Regions from separate parts of the Sus scrofa genome. Here regions 1 and 3 are each linked to region 2. Evidence: chromatin contacts called from public HiChIP or PLAC-seq data. All regions are on one chromosome and are shown on one strand. The core of a region is the stretch at or near the end of the contact, and the rest is flanking DNA. Distances in the headings are between cores, read along the strand shown. Region 1 has its middle 99 kb from the start of PTEN. Region 2 has its middle 320 kb from the start of RNLS. Region 3 overlaps RNLS (renalase).

Region 1 (4,375 bases), core at 1,433-3,932, 250 kb after region 2:
TTTCTAGGTAGCTGACTTATCACAGAATTCTCATGAGTTTTATTTATGTGTCTTCAGGTTTTCTGAGGTGGAACTATGTTTAATTTTCTTGAGAAAGGTTCAAGTTGCTTGAGGTCTTCAACTAATTCCCAGTCAAAAATCTACCTCAGTCAATCATGTTCATAGTGATATTTTTGTTTTAACCTTACTGGAGTTTTTATAGAAACAATGGCTTCAGTCTTCTCCAAGGACAGCTAAACATTAAATGATGTCTCTTGAGTCTGGCAAAAGGGAAATTTTACCATATGCCTAACCCTTTACCAAAGACTAAAACTTATTTTCCTTTTCAAACATTCATTTAATATATAGCAATAATAATAACAAACCCACGAATCGTGATGGCTGTACACAGGAAAAAAAGTATTAGATAGCTAATTACTTAAAGAACATTTGTAGTTCCCTTGTTGAGGATAACTATGTAAAATGTTAGACTTTCCTGACAAAGATATCTTCATGGAAATACCAAATAAACCTAAGAAGTTTGTTAATTTTCACATCGGTGCAATTTATTTTATTTTTATTTTTTTGTCTTTTTGCCTTTTCTAGGGCCGCTCCTGAGGCCTATGAAGGTTCCCAGGCTAGGGGTCGAATCAGAGCTGTAGCTGCCGGCCTATGCCAGAGCCACAGCAACACGGGATCTGAGCCGCGTCTGTGACCTACACCACAGCTCATGGCAACGCCGGATCCTTAACACACTGAGCAAGGCCAGGGATTGAACCCAAAACCTCATGGTTCCTAGTTGGATTCGTTAACCACTGCGCCACGACGGGAACTCCACATCTGTGCAATTTAAATACATTTTTCTTCCTTATAGACAACAAGGATTAGAATACCAGGAAATCTCTAATTTCAAAAACATGATTATAATTAGAAAAGGAAGAATAAACATAAGCATAAATAGTATTATCACAGTGAATGTTCTTAGATATTTTAGTGTTTCACAATATCTTCAGGTCACATTTACATATACATATAAATAGAAAAATATAACTAAATTTACCCAAAATTTAAATTCAGATATCTCAAGAAGAGTAAACATCACAGTAAAAACGTGGCTTATATCCTTGAAAATTAGGTTGGAGGTTTACTTATCAATGTTTAAAAGAGAAATTCACAATACTATTGGAATGTAGGGACTTTTGAATTCCAATGAGGTAGGTTCAGGAGATATTCCCAGTATGTGAAGTTTAACCCTTAGGCCAAGATCAATGGATATATGCAGTATTGTTTTTTCAAAATTTACTTGACATTCTTTTCTCATATCGGGGAAACCCATTCAGATACCTCAAATTCTTCTAAAGCCAAGTAAAATGTATTTTTTAAAAAAAGCCTTAGACTCAGGTAAAAACAATGAAAAACTGCCAAGGAAATGTCTTTAAAAACACCTTTTAAAATCCTATTTTTTTAAAAAGAAAAGCTAATAGCATTTTCTTTCAGCATTTTATGTCCAATTATATGTATCATTGCAAATTTCTACCATATCAAATTAATTTAAATATGCCATTTTTCCTCAATCACAAAGTTAAACTTCTTGGATCTCGAAAAGGGATAGAAGCGGGGGCGGGGGGGGGGTCCCTCTTTGTGAAAAAACATCTTTTACCTTTAGATATTTACAAATTTCCAGAGGTTTTTGCTTATGTGTTAAGAATATATAGCACTAGGCCATAAATTTCAATTTTGCTTTTTGTGTAACTGAAAATTTACAACTTGTTTCCCATTAATATATCATAAGTGACATTTCCTTTTAGCTTTACAGAAGTATTTAAGGCCATAACAGAACTTTTAACTTCTACTGGAAAGTGATAGCAAATATTTCTAAAATGCACACACACATTTAGTAAGATCGTAAAAAGAATTTTAAATGAACTCAACTGAGAATAGAGAGAAATGGATTGTTTACATAAATTTTGCCAAACCAATTTAGAAAACAAAATAACTCAGAACATTATGACTATTTTGAGTGGTAGTCTTTATAAAAATTCTCCCTAGATATACCAAATAATAATCTTAAAAACTTAGAATGTAGTTGTACAAGGCCAGAATAAATTTTTACAGAGGATGAGTGCATCTTGTTGATTAAAAGCATGAAAAATTCTAACTACTATTTCAGGGCTCTGTTAAATTCTCAGCTTCCCGGTGAGACCTATTCTGGACTTAACCTATTCAATGCTGCAATCTCTCTATTTCTGCATACCTGGTCTTCTTTACCGACTCCACATTTTCCCCACACAGCACTTATTAACTTATATATGGTATGTTTATTATCCCTCGTTAGAATGTAAGATCCATGAAGATGGGCATCTATTGTTCATCCATTTGTATCCCAAGTACCTAGAACAGTGCTTGACTCATATTAAGTGTTCAGTAACTATTGGGTGACTCACAATTCAGTTTTATTGCATCATGTTTTAAAGTGTCACTTTGCGTTTTGCTTCATTCTCAACTTCCTCTTCCTTGCTCAAGAAAGCCTTCCCTGACCCTTCCAAAGCATTAGTCATAATATAATTAATTACGCTACGGTAAAAAATTGTCCCCAAATCTCAGTGTAAATTAATATCTTGTTTCTTGCTTATGTTAATATCGAACACATTTGATGTTGGAGAATTTGAGGAAGTTCTGCTTCATAGAGTACTTCAAGATCCAGGCTGACAGAGTTGCACCATTTGGAACATGTCATGTCCTCGGTCACTGTAGTAGAGAGAAGCTGAAAGATTGTACAATGGATTTTATTTTCAATGTCGTTCCTTGGAAGTGTCACATCACTTTCACTCCTATTTCATTGGAACAAACTAGTTACAGTGGCCCATCTAACCTCAAGGGGGTGGAATTTAGCAGAGCATATGGAATATTTAGTTATCATAATATCACATATAATTATTTTAATGAAGTCTATTTCCTCTACCAGAGTGGAAACTCCTCAAAAGCAAGAGAGGGTGTCGTTTTGATCTCTAATATATTCCAAACATCTGTTATATAAAGCAGGGATGTGATAAATAATTGTCAAAGTTTAAAATCAGTTATTAAAAATAATTAACTTCTTTAATTTTTTAAGGAAGAAATACTCTCCATAGGAAAGCATTTCTATTTTTTACGTCCATCAGTAGCCAAATGGTATGTGATATAAACATTTCCAATATATCAACTTTGGTTAAATGTGCAACTTAGAAAATAACCCATTAATGCACACAGCAAGATGCTACCAACAAATTCATTAATATGCAAGATTCATTACTGTAGTCAAAGGTCATCCAGGGCTAACATTATTTTCATTATAATGAGTTATAATACTCCACTGAGAACTGTTTGCCTAAATTCAGCTATTTAATCTCTATAATTGGAGTCTAGCACTTTCAAACATCTAATTCACCCACACACCCACAACCTCCCTACACACACAGATGTGTGTGCACACACTTATAAACGGCCCATTAGGGCATTACAATGGAAAAAGAAAATAGAAACTGAAAGGGCATTTGTAAATGTGGGATATCATTTAGACAACTATAGAGAGTAAGCAGAAAATCCTAAAAATATACATAAAACAAAAGCTAGAGTTTGATAAGCTACAGAAACCAGTTTGAAGAATTTTACTACAGTAAACAGATTTGACAAAACTGAAACACTAGAGCCAGAACTACAAGCCTTACTTCACTCCAACACAAACAAAATCTCTAACCATTTTAAGCACAGTGAGAATCCACATGCAACAAAGGTGATATAAATTTTAATTAAAAAATGAAAAATATAAATCCTTCTTAAACACTTCATTAAAAAATATGCAGCTTTATTTTAAAATGTGGTAATGCTCAAAGATGGCAGTTGACTTCACTCATATAGGTAAAAATGTTCTTAAAATATCAATACATTTGTTTATATGTACTGTCCTCCAATTTTTTTTTCCAATTCTCAAGTAACTGTCAAGAGTTGTAGGTTCTAAGCACACCATTATACTATACATGATTAAGTTCCAGAGCCAAAGGCAAACCATTCATGAAATAGTTTTTTGATGTAAGTCTCATGAGTACACAGATTTAAAGTGATAAACCAGCAGTAGCTTTTTTTCTTTTTTGCAAGTGTTAAACTAATTCGCTTTAAATTGAGCCACTGTTCGGGAATCCTAAAAAGTGAAAAGCTCATCCTTTTCCAACCTATAAGGGGAAACAGAAAGGTGATGATAAAATTAACCACCAACATAGTGTTTAACACATTCTGCTTAACACATAACTCCAAAATGCAAATGTTTGAAATGGTTTTTGAAGAGAAACAGCTACGTTAAGCCTGTCTATACTAAATGAATGTAACTGTTCTATTTACTTAGACATGTACCATTCTGACG
Region 2 (3,989 bases), core at 801-3,300:
ACCAGAGGGCTTTGAAGAGAAATAATGAGCTGAGAGGTTCATGACATGCTATTAAAAAGTTTGTGATTGGATTTGGAAAATCAGATAGGTCTCCACGGAAAGGGACCATTTCTGAGCCATCGCACTTAGAATATTTTTGAACTCCAGAGCAGATATTTATGAGAAGGGAGAGTTGTTTTTGTCTCCAATCCAGGTTCTGGCTCTCATGTCCAGCCGGGAAGCTGCTTTGCACCACAGACCTGAAGTTCTGGAATATCCATGATGTCACCTTTTTCTACTGATCGGCTACCGCTGCACAGAGGCATGCTATTAGCTCTGTGATGTTTTAGCTTAATTCTCCCATATGTGGGTTGTACTTCCAGCCAAAACAAAGTCAGCAGGGGATTTTGCAGCCACCGCATTGCTCAAGGTGCTGCCGGCTCAGTGAGATCGGGGAGATCAGATCAGGATTCATGATGAACAAAAAGATGAAAAGAAAGAATAGACACCAGGGGAGTGAGATTTCAGGTTGCCTGGTGTGTGATTTCCAAATCAAACCTTTATTTTTCCAATCAGTGATTTGATGTTCTGGGTTTCACCTTTGAGGTTTTCTGTGATTTTCTGGCAGACATGATGGTTGAAAGCACCCTGTTCTGAGTGGATGGAATCCCTCTCATTAAATTAGAAAGGAGACATTTTAGGATATGAGCTCATGAAAGAGAGATTTTGAAATGGAAAAAAAAAAAAAAAAGTACACACATACACAGTAACACATAACTAGGCCAGCACAGGATGCATTTGTGGTTAAGCCATTTTTCCCATTGCAGATGACACTTTAACGCTTTGAATCCCAGAGTCCTTCTGCACACACCCAGCAGGAAAAGAAGTCTCTGCAGCTGCCTCTCTGAAGCCAGGCTGTACCACAGGTGGAAGGAAGAAGATCTAGCCCACACAGAGTCACCAAACCCTTCAATTTGAAATCACTCTGGGACTCCTTCTCCTCTCCCCGCCAGTGCCAGCCATGTCATGGCGTAAACACATAACCCTTGCTCCCAGAAGATCTTTTGAATAGAACAAAACATGGGACAGAGCAATAAAGACTCCTTGTGGTCCTTAGGGACAAAAAGGGGGTGTGGGGTGGCTAATCAAAAGCAAATAACCGTTGTTTCTTCTCCAGCTTTTTCCACTCAAGTCACAAGGATGATAGTACATTTTCAAGCCTACTCCAACCAGTCTGAAATGTGCAAGTATTTGCTTCGAATGGGCAAAGTTGTTGTTGTTGTTGTTGTTTTTTCTTCTTTTTTCTTTCACTGTGGGAAAATGCACTTATTTTCAGTCACCCCTGACATCTGACCACTCGACTGATCACGAGGACACTGTGGTAAACCACAGCTCAACTTGAAATTATCTCTTTCAGGCATGGTTCCTGTATTTTGGATGGCACCATCCTTGGCTGTCCAGTTTCGGCTCCCCTCCATGGGAGTTCCATTTTCACTTTCCTCTGTCTCCTCAAAGTGAGAGGTCTTGCTCTCAAGTCTGTCCATTGGGCTTGTCCTCAAAATAAGCTGAATACAAAAAAATGACGCCAGTGCTCCCAGCCAAGATCCCCAAAGCAACCCATTTATACATTGTGTTCTTTTTAAAGGGGGAAGGCACACAGAAAACATGAAGACTTTAAACATCCTGGAGAGAAGGAAAAAAAAAAATTCTCCTGATTAATATTAGGATGATCCAGCAGGGTTTATACATATTCCTTCTGTTTGAATCATCTTGGTTTTTGTAGCTGTTTTACACCTCCAGGATCCTGCCATCTGCCCACTCTAAAGAAATGCAGCAAAGCATTCCAAAAACAATGGCTGGAAGGAAATAATTTTGAACAAACTCAAGAGACCGACTTTTTTGCACCCTTCTGGTTCCTGCTACACTCCCTGGAGGAAAGACAGTGGGGGAGAGGGGGTGCCCTGCGGTTCATGTGGTGGGGGTTCACCTCCTAAGAACCCCCGTCTGGAGCCCTGTCCTGCCATCAGGCTGACAAGAGAGAACTTCGTGTACAGATCTGGCTGCCCTCTTGGCTGAGGAAGCAGGAGGAGGAGGGGTGGGCGGCTCCCTGGGCAGTTCTGTCCTACTCAGATCTGGTGTGTGTCACTGGAATATAGGTCAGCCTTTGCTGGACAACTCGAAGCAGGCTGGAAGCATGGGCCCCGCACCGAGCCTGGTCCCCCTCACTCTCTTCCTGCCTGAGACAAGAGTTAACAGGCCCAAGGAACACAAAGAGGCCATCAGGACCGACGAAAGCGGTCTTCCCTTTGGCTCACAAAAGCCTGGGAAATCTAAAGCTTAGCAAAGGCTTTATCAGTCCTGGGGTTGGGCCAAGGAGCAGGCTGAAGTTCAGCTGGCCAGGCCCAGCGCAGCTGCTGGCTGTTCACGCTTCCCACAGGGACTTTTCCTCAGCCCCCGATTTAGACAGTGAAGGGGATGGGTAGTGTGCATGTCGCTGCCGAGGGTGATTGGAAAAACAAAATGACTTTCAATTACCGAGCAGTTCAGGTGGAGGCAGTGAATGTAGAAAAGGTTTTCTTTCCAGCAGCAAAATGAGGTGTCAGTGAAAAAGCTGCTGGCCTTGCGGAGAGGTTATTGCTTGAAAGGAATATTGGCAAATGCTTTCGGCTGAACGTTTAGGCTTGGTTGCTTGCCTTTCCCCCCACAGTTCATAGAGGGATAAAGATATTACATGAATTGGATTTTTCTTGTGAATTAAAACATCGATGTCCTGATTTTGGGTAACAAGCGTTGCAGAGTTAGTGCTGAGCAGGCAGAAAGGAGGGATGGGACTAATGCTCTGCCTTCAGGGCAAGGCAAAAAGAGGTTCACAAAAGAGCGTGATTCCACTGATTGTTCAAGGTCACCAGACTGTGCATGCTCGACGTGGAACTCAAGACTCCCAAATCCCAGTGTCTGATTAATTGTCCCTTGACTAAAACAATGAATATAAAATGGATTAGCAAAAGGTGTTGCTCCAGGCCAAAAAGTTCAGAAAGCAAACAGAACTTCAAGGAAAGTAGGATTTTCTTTAATTAGGCTGACATTGAATGCCTCAGTAGTAATGCCTTGGTAATGTGAAATTGCCTTTTGCGCAGTATGTATATGTGTAATTTTTTTTTTTTTTCAGTCGTGCCAGTTAAAGGGTACTGAGTATCACTGTGCTGTGTTCCTGTTTTCCCCACATCATGTGATTTACCCCTCACAGGAACCTGGCGGGTCATGTATCGTCACCACTATGTTACTGATGGGGCTGAAACTGATTCAAGTTTTGCTTGATGTGTAAGTGGTAGAACTTGGATGCAAATCTAGGTTTCTAACTTCCATTTTCAGAACCACTTAACAGCCTCTTTTAAATAGCATCTTATTTTGTGTATTCATATCTGGGTTGACTGTTGTAAAGTGTTAAGTTCCTGGATGAGGAAAACTATGAGCTGAAACAGAGGTTCTTTGAATTACCTACTTGCAATATTTTGCCTAACTATGAAAGTAGTGGGGTTGGTCATGAAATACTACCATCCTTTTTAATGAAATAGTGTATATGTTTATAGAAAAAGAAAACTCTGTGAGAAAGACAATATATATATATATATATATACCTCAATATTTGAAATACATTGAGATGTCCAGGCATAAAAATAGTTGTTATGAGATGAAAATATTGGCTTGTATAGCTGGAAAATTAATGATACTAGCTCTTCTCATGTGATTTGATACTAAGTAGCACACAGGTGATTCAGTATGCAGTTGTCACTGCAGCGGCTCAGGTTGCTGCTATAACTCAGGTTCAATCCCTAGCCCAGGAAATTCCACAGGCTTGGGCAGTGCAGGAAAAAAAAAAAAAAAAAAAAAAAAAACAGAGGAAAAAGATATAGTATCTTTTCTCTATTTTTTATCTTTCTTTTTGAAAAAAGGAAAGATATGGAAGTAGGAAAAATAAGTTAAAAGTGCTAGTAATAATAAAGGTGAAA
Region 3 (3,945 bases), core at 571-3,070, 130 kb before region 2:
AAATCATTTCCCCAACACCTGTGTGGCATTAGAAGTATTGGATTTGTGGCCAGAAAATCTCTGCTATTTTTCTTAGTAGCTGAGTGACCTGGAGCATGCTATTTAATTTCTGGGAGCCCTGCTGGTCTTTGAAAATATCAATGATTACATGTAAAAGCACTTTGTAAAGTGTAAGCAGTTCCATAAATAGGTGTTGTTATTCATTTTCTCATTTTAATATCAGACATCACCTCTGCTACAAATAATCTGCCGTTCAGTTTGTCCTATTCTCTCCCTTTCCTTCTTGCCTGCTTCTTCGGTCTCTAGTCCCTTCTGCCACATAAATTTGCTTTCCTGAAAAAGCTGGTTATTTGGAGACATCATCACCAGCCAATCAGAGCTCACCATTCCTTCTGGCTGGTAAGCCAATCAGATGTAACCTCCAGGTCTCTTTTCAGTGTTGCTAGGGCTTCAGGTCTACTTCTAAAAGCTGACTTGCTTGCTTTCTGGTAGTTCTCATTCTCTCTCTCTCTCCTCTCTCATTCTCTCTCCTTCTCCTTCTCTCCCTCCCCCACTCCCCCCTTCTCCCCCTCCTCCTTCCTGTCCTTCCTCTGCATCCCTCTCTCCACTCCTCATTCAGGGTTTGGAGCAATTCCAAATACTTAAGCCTTCCGGAAGTTTGGGTTATGGATAAGCAAGGTTTGACAGTGTTTTTTCCCTTGAGAAATAGAGAACAACTATTCCGTGTTCAATATCATAGCAAGTATTTCAGCAGCTTAATATCCCTTGGCTACATACAATTTAATTTTTTTTATGGGAGTTTTGTTTTTTGTTTTGTTTTGGGTTTTTTTTGGTGTACAAATCGACCTTAATTCAGATAGACCAGAACATAAACTGGTATTAAATTTGGGAATAAAACATCCTATCACTTGAGCCTCATTGGGCTTCACAAAATAACATTCAGAATATTTTAGAGCTCTTCCAGTTTTTAATTGATGACAGAAGATGGTAAACACATTGCTCCTGTTTCTTTGACTTTCAGTGCTGGGATTTTTGAAAATAACCACTAAGGATAGCAGTGATTTGGGAACTAATACCTAATGGCTAAGTGGGTGTCCTCTCACTCACTTCCTGTTTATCTTTGGAAACTAATTAACATGGGAATAATAGCTAGAAACCCTCCCTGTTTAGAAGACCCACTGGTCCATCTTTAAATGCTATAGAGCTGGAATGTTTAAAAAGATTCCCTTAACACAGAACAGCTCTGCTTTCCAAAACCCTAAAGACGTTTGATAAGGAAAAATAACTAAGAACTGATGTCTTTCTCATAACCTTTGCTACCTACTTAAAAACTGAAACAGTACAAGAATTTGCAGCTTAAAATGACCAGAGAAATGGCAGAAAGCCAGAATTCTGTCAGAGATGGCTTAGAAAAGCTTAATGATTAACAAATGGGTCACTGCCTTCAGGCTCTGACCTTTAGAACTAACCAGTTTTAGCCTTTTGGTTAGGTTCCTTCAAATCATTCTGTACCAGGGAAAAACACACTCCCTAATGGCACAGTACCACCCATCCAAAAAGGAATTCTTAGGCCAAAAAGGAATTCTTAGGCAGCCCACGTATTTGGTGAATAGATGTTCTGATACCATGTAGTTGGTCCTAAACACAGTATTAACAACTGTTAAATCATATATTTTTTGGTTAGAGTTTAGGGAAGGCCCTAAGCACTACTGCATATCCTGCAGGTGAAATGTACGAAATTCGGTTAACATGGTAACGGCTCTAAAAATACCTAGGCTACAGTTTAACCACAGAGTTTCCTCCTCAACGTAAAAGAGCCACCGTCACGAGCTGTTCGAAAGTGCAACAAAAGCAATCTCTATCGGACTTTGTGCAAGCAGGCTATTAAATCAGGCCTAGCAATGACAATCTGCAGCCACCCTGCATCAAAGTAATAATTAAAGTTTTGCAGACCAGAACAGCAGAGCACAACCCTGCTAAGAAAAATATAAAATTGATAAGGCTTTTCTTTTCTCCTCCAACCTGTTTTCTCTCTCACTCACCCCACCCCCACCTCCAGGTGGACTAAGCAGGGCGTGGCAGGGGTGCTGAGACAAAGAGTCACCACACTGTGACCGCAGGGCCCCACCCGAAGGAAAGCCTGGGGCAGAGGGACTCAAAGGGACAATGGGCCGGGTGCCACAGTTTTCCTGCTGCTTCTGCACCAGGCTCCCACACTGGGTGCAGAGGAGGCAGAATCACTCACATGGTGGTTCCTGTCTGGGCTCTTCACTTGGCAAAGACATGGTGGATGGGGTCAGCCTTTCTCTTGGAAGCCTTTGCAGTTAGAGTTGGAAATACAGTCAGCTCTTTTGAATTCTGAGGGTTGTTGGCTGTGCAGGGCATGAGGTTTCTTACTATATTCTGTCATGTCTAGGGTGCCTGATGTAATAAAAAAAAATACCTGGCACCCAGTTACATTTGAATTTCAGATAAACAATAATTTATTGAGCATAAGTATGTCCCATGCAATATTTGGGATATACCTACACTAAAAAAAAAAGTATTTACCCGAAATTCAAATTTATCTGGATGTCCTGTATTTTATCTGGCAGCTCTAGTAAAGTCCTTTCATTTTATTTTGTTTTTGTCTTTGTTTTTTGTTTCTCAGTAGTCTCCCTATCCTCCAATACCCAATCAATAAGATGGCTCTTGTTTGTTTGGAGTTTTTTTCACTTTGATTGGTTTTGTTGTTTAGTTTTGCTATGTTTTTAAGCTGTAGATCAATTTAGAAAGGCTAAGGAAAATGAACTAGCATTTACTGAGCTCATTCTTATGCCAAGCCTTGTATTAGGTACTTTTGATGCACATTTTTGTTTTATTTTGTTTGCTTTATTTTTCCCAATTCCTCACCTCATTCCTGACTGGTAAACTACCCATAATCTACATTTTACAAAAGAGGATACGGATGATCAGAGAGGTTGAGTCGCAACGTCACACAACTAACAAGTAGCAAAGCTTAGGATAAGCCAAGTGAGTATGACCCCAACTGGCTTTCTCAAACACTTAAGTATATCTGCATTAGTCATATTTAAATGTAGTGTTTAATTTCTGCATATACATAACATTAGGGTTTTTTTCCTTAACAAACCTCTACCAATAGCACAGATTCTTTAAGAAGTGAAAAGCTCTAATTGCTAGCTGAACTGGGAATTATTCTCCATCAAATCCTTCTAAATAATAAACTATTTTATTGATTTTTTTCCTGTTATTGGACCTCCAGCCCATTTCTGACTGCTCTCTACTAGAGCTATTCTAAGGACTTTCCATATATTAATTAATTGAATACTTAAATTATTTCTATGATATAGTGATACTGTAGTTATAACCTTTATTTTACAGACGAGGAAACTGAGGTGTAGAGAGTTTAAGTAACTTTCCCAAGGTCACACAGCCTAGGTTTTGCTGTCAGGAACACAGATTTAAATCATAGTTCATTTATTTATTAGTGTATGGCCTTAGGCAAGGCTCCATACCAAAAATTGGGAATAATAGTGCCTCTCTCACAGAGAAGAAATTTTGTACGTAGTAAGCACTCAACATGCATGAGTTTATAAAATGACTCTGAGAATTATCTTTACCTGGACCTTGTGAAAAGGATCGTAAGAAGATATTCTAGGTCAGGTATTGGCAGCTTTTTTCTGTAGGGGCCTAAGAGTAAATATATTAAGCTTTATAGTCCTAGAGGCAAAATCAAGGATATTACTTGTTTAGTTACATAACAAGAGAGAGAACAAATTTCCACAAATCTTATTTGAAAAAATTGAAAATTTAATAATAATGATAATAATTGAGTACAATTTTCTGTAATGTAGGTCTACTAATGAGAAGAATGGAATTCTTTTATTGTGGAGGAGGGATAACATTTCACTTAATTGGGGTTCAAAGTTAGTCTTTCCTGTCATC

Evidence for each region. HiChIP or PLAC-seq counts read pairs in DNA pulled down with a chosen protein or histone mark.
Region 1: an H3K27ac HiChIP or PLAC-seq map of alveolar macrophages shows a contact between it and region 2. The contact joins two enhancer-like sites. A contact is called at or near these places in 2 of 2 datasets of contacts at active chromatin or transcription factors (alveolar macrophages and skeletal muscle).
Region 3: an H3K27ac HiChIP or PLAC-seq map of skeletal muscle shows a contact between it and region 2. The contact joins two enhancer-like sites. A contact is called at or near these places in 1 of 5 promoter capture datasets (liver), 4 of 47 Hi-C or Micro-C datasets (embryonic fibroblasts, heart right ventricle, liver and 1 more) and 2 of 2 datasets of contacts at active chromatin or transcription factors (alveolar macrophages and skeletal muscle).

What each region holds. Positions count from the first base shown.
Region 1 is chr14:100,026,503-100,030,877 of Sscrofa11.1, reverse strand. No RefSeq gene overlaps it. Among named protein-coding and RNA genes, the nearest start is that of PTEN, 99 kb to the right of the region's middle. Within about 2 kb of position 2,682, at least 5 of the 83 cell types and tissues checked have an H3K27ac peak or open chromatin away from gene starts, as enhancers often do. A contact at or near this core is called in alveolar macrophages, where this site is marked.
Region 2 is chr14:100,279,767-100,283,755 of Sscrofa11.1, reverse strand. No RefSeq gene overlaps it. Among named protein-coding and RNA genes, the nearest start is that of RNLS, 320 kb to the left of the region's middle. Within about 2 kb of position 2,050, at least 48 of the 83 cell types and tissues checked have an H3K27ac peak or open chromatin away from gene starts, as enhancers often do. A contact at or near this core is called in alveolar macrophages, liver and skeletal muscle, where this site is marked.
Region 3 is chr14:100,410,091-100,414,035 of Sscrofa11.1, reverse strand. The region is part of intron 4 of RNLS (renalase); the gene reads left to right. Among named protein-coding and RNA genes, the nearest start is that of RNLS, 190 kb to the left of the region's middle. Within about 2 kb of position 1,820, at least 43 of the 83 cell types and tissues checked have an H3K27ac peak or open chromatin away from gene starts, as enhancers often do. A contact at or near this core is called in liver and skeletal muscle, where this site is marked.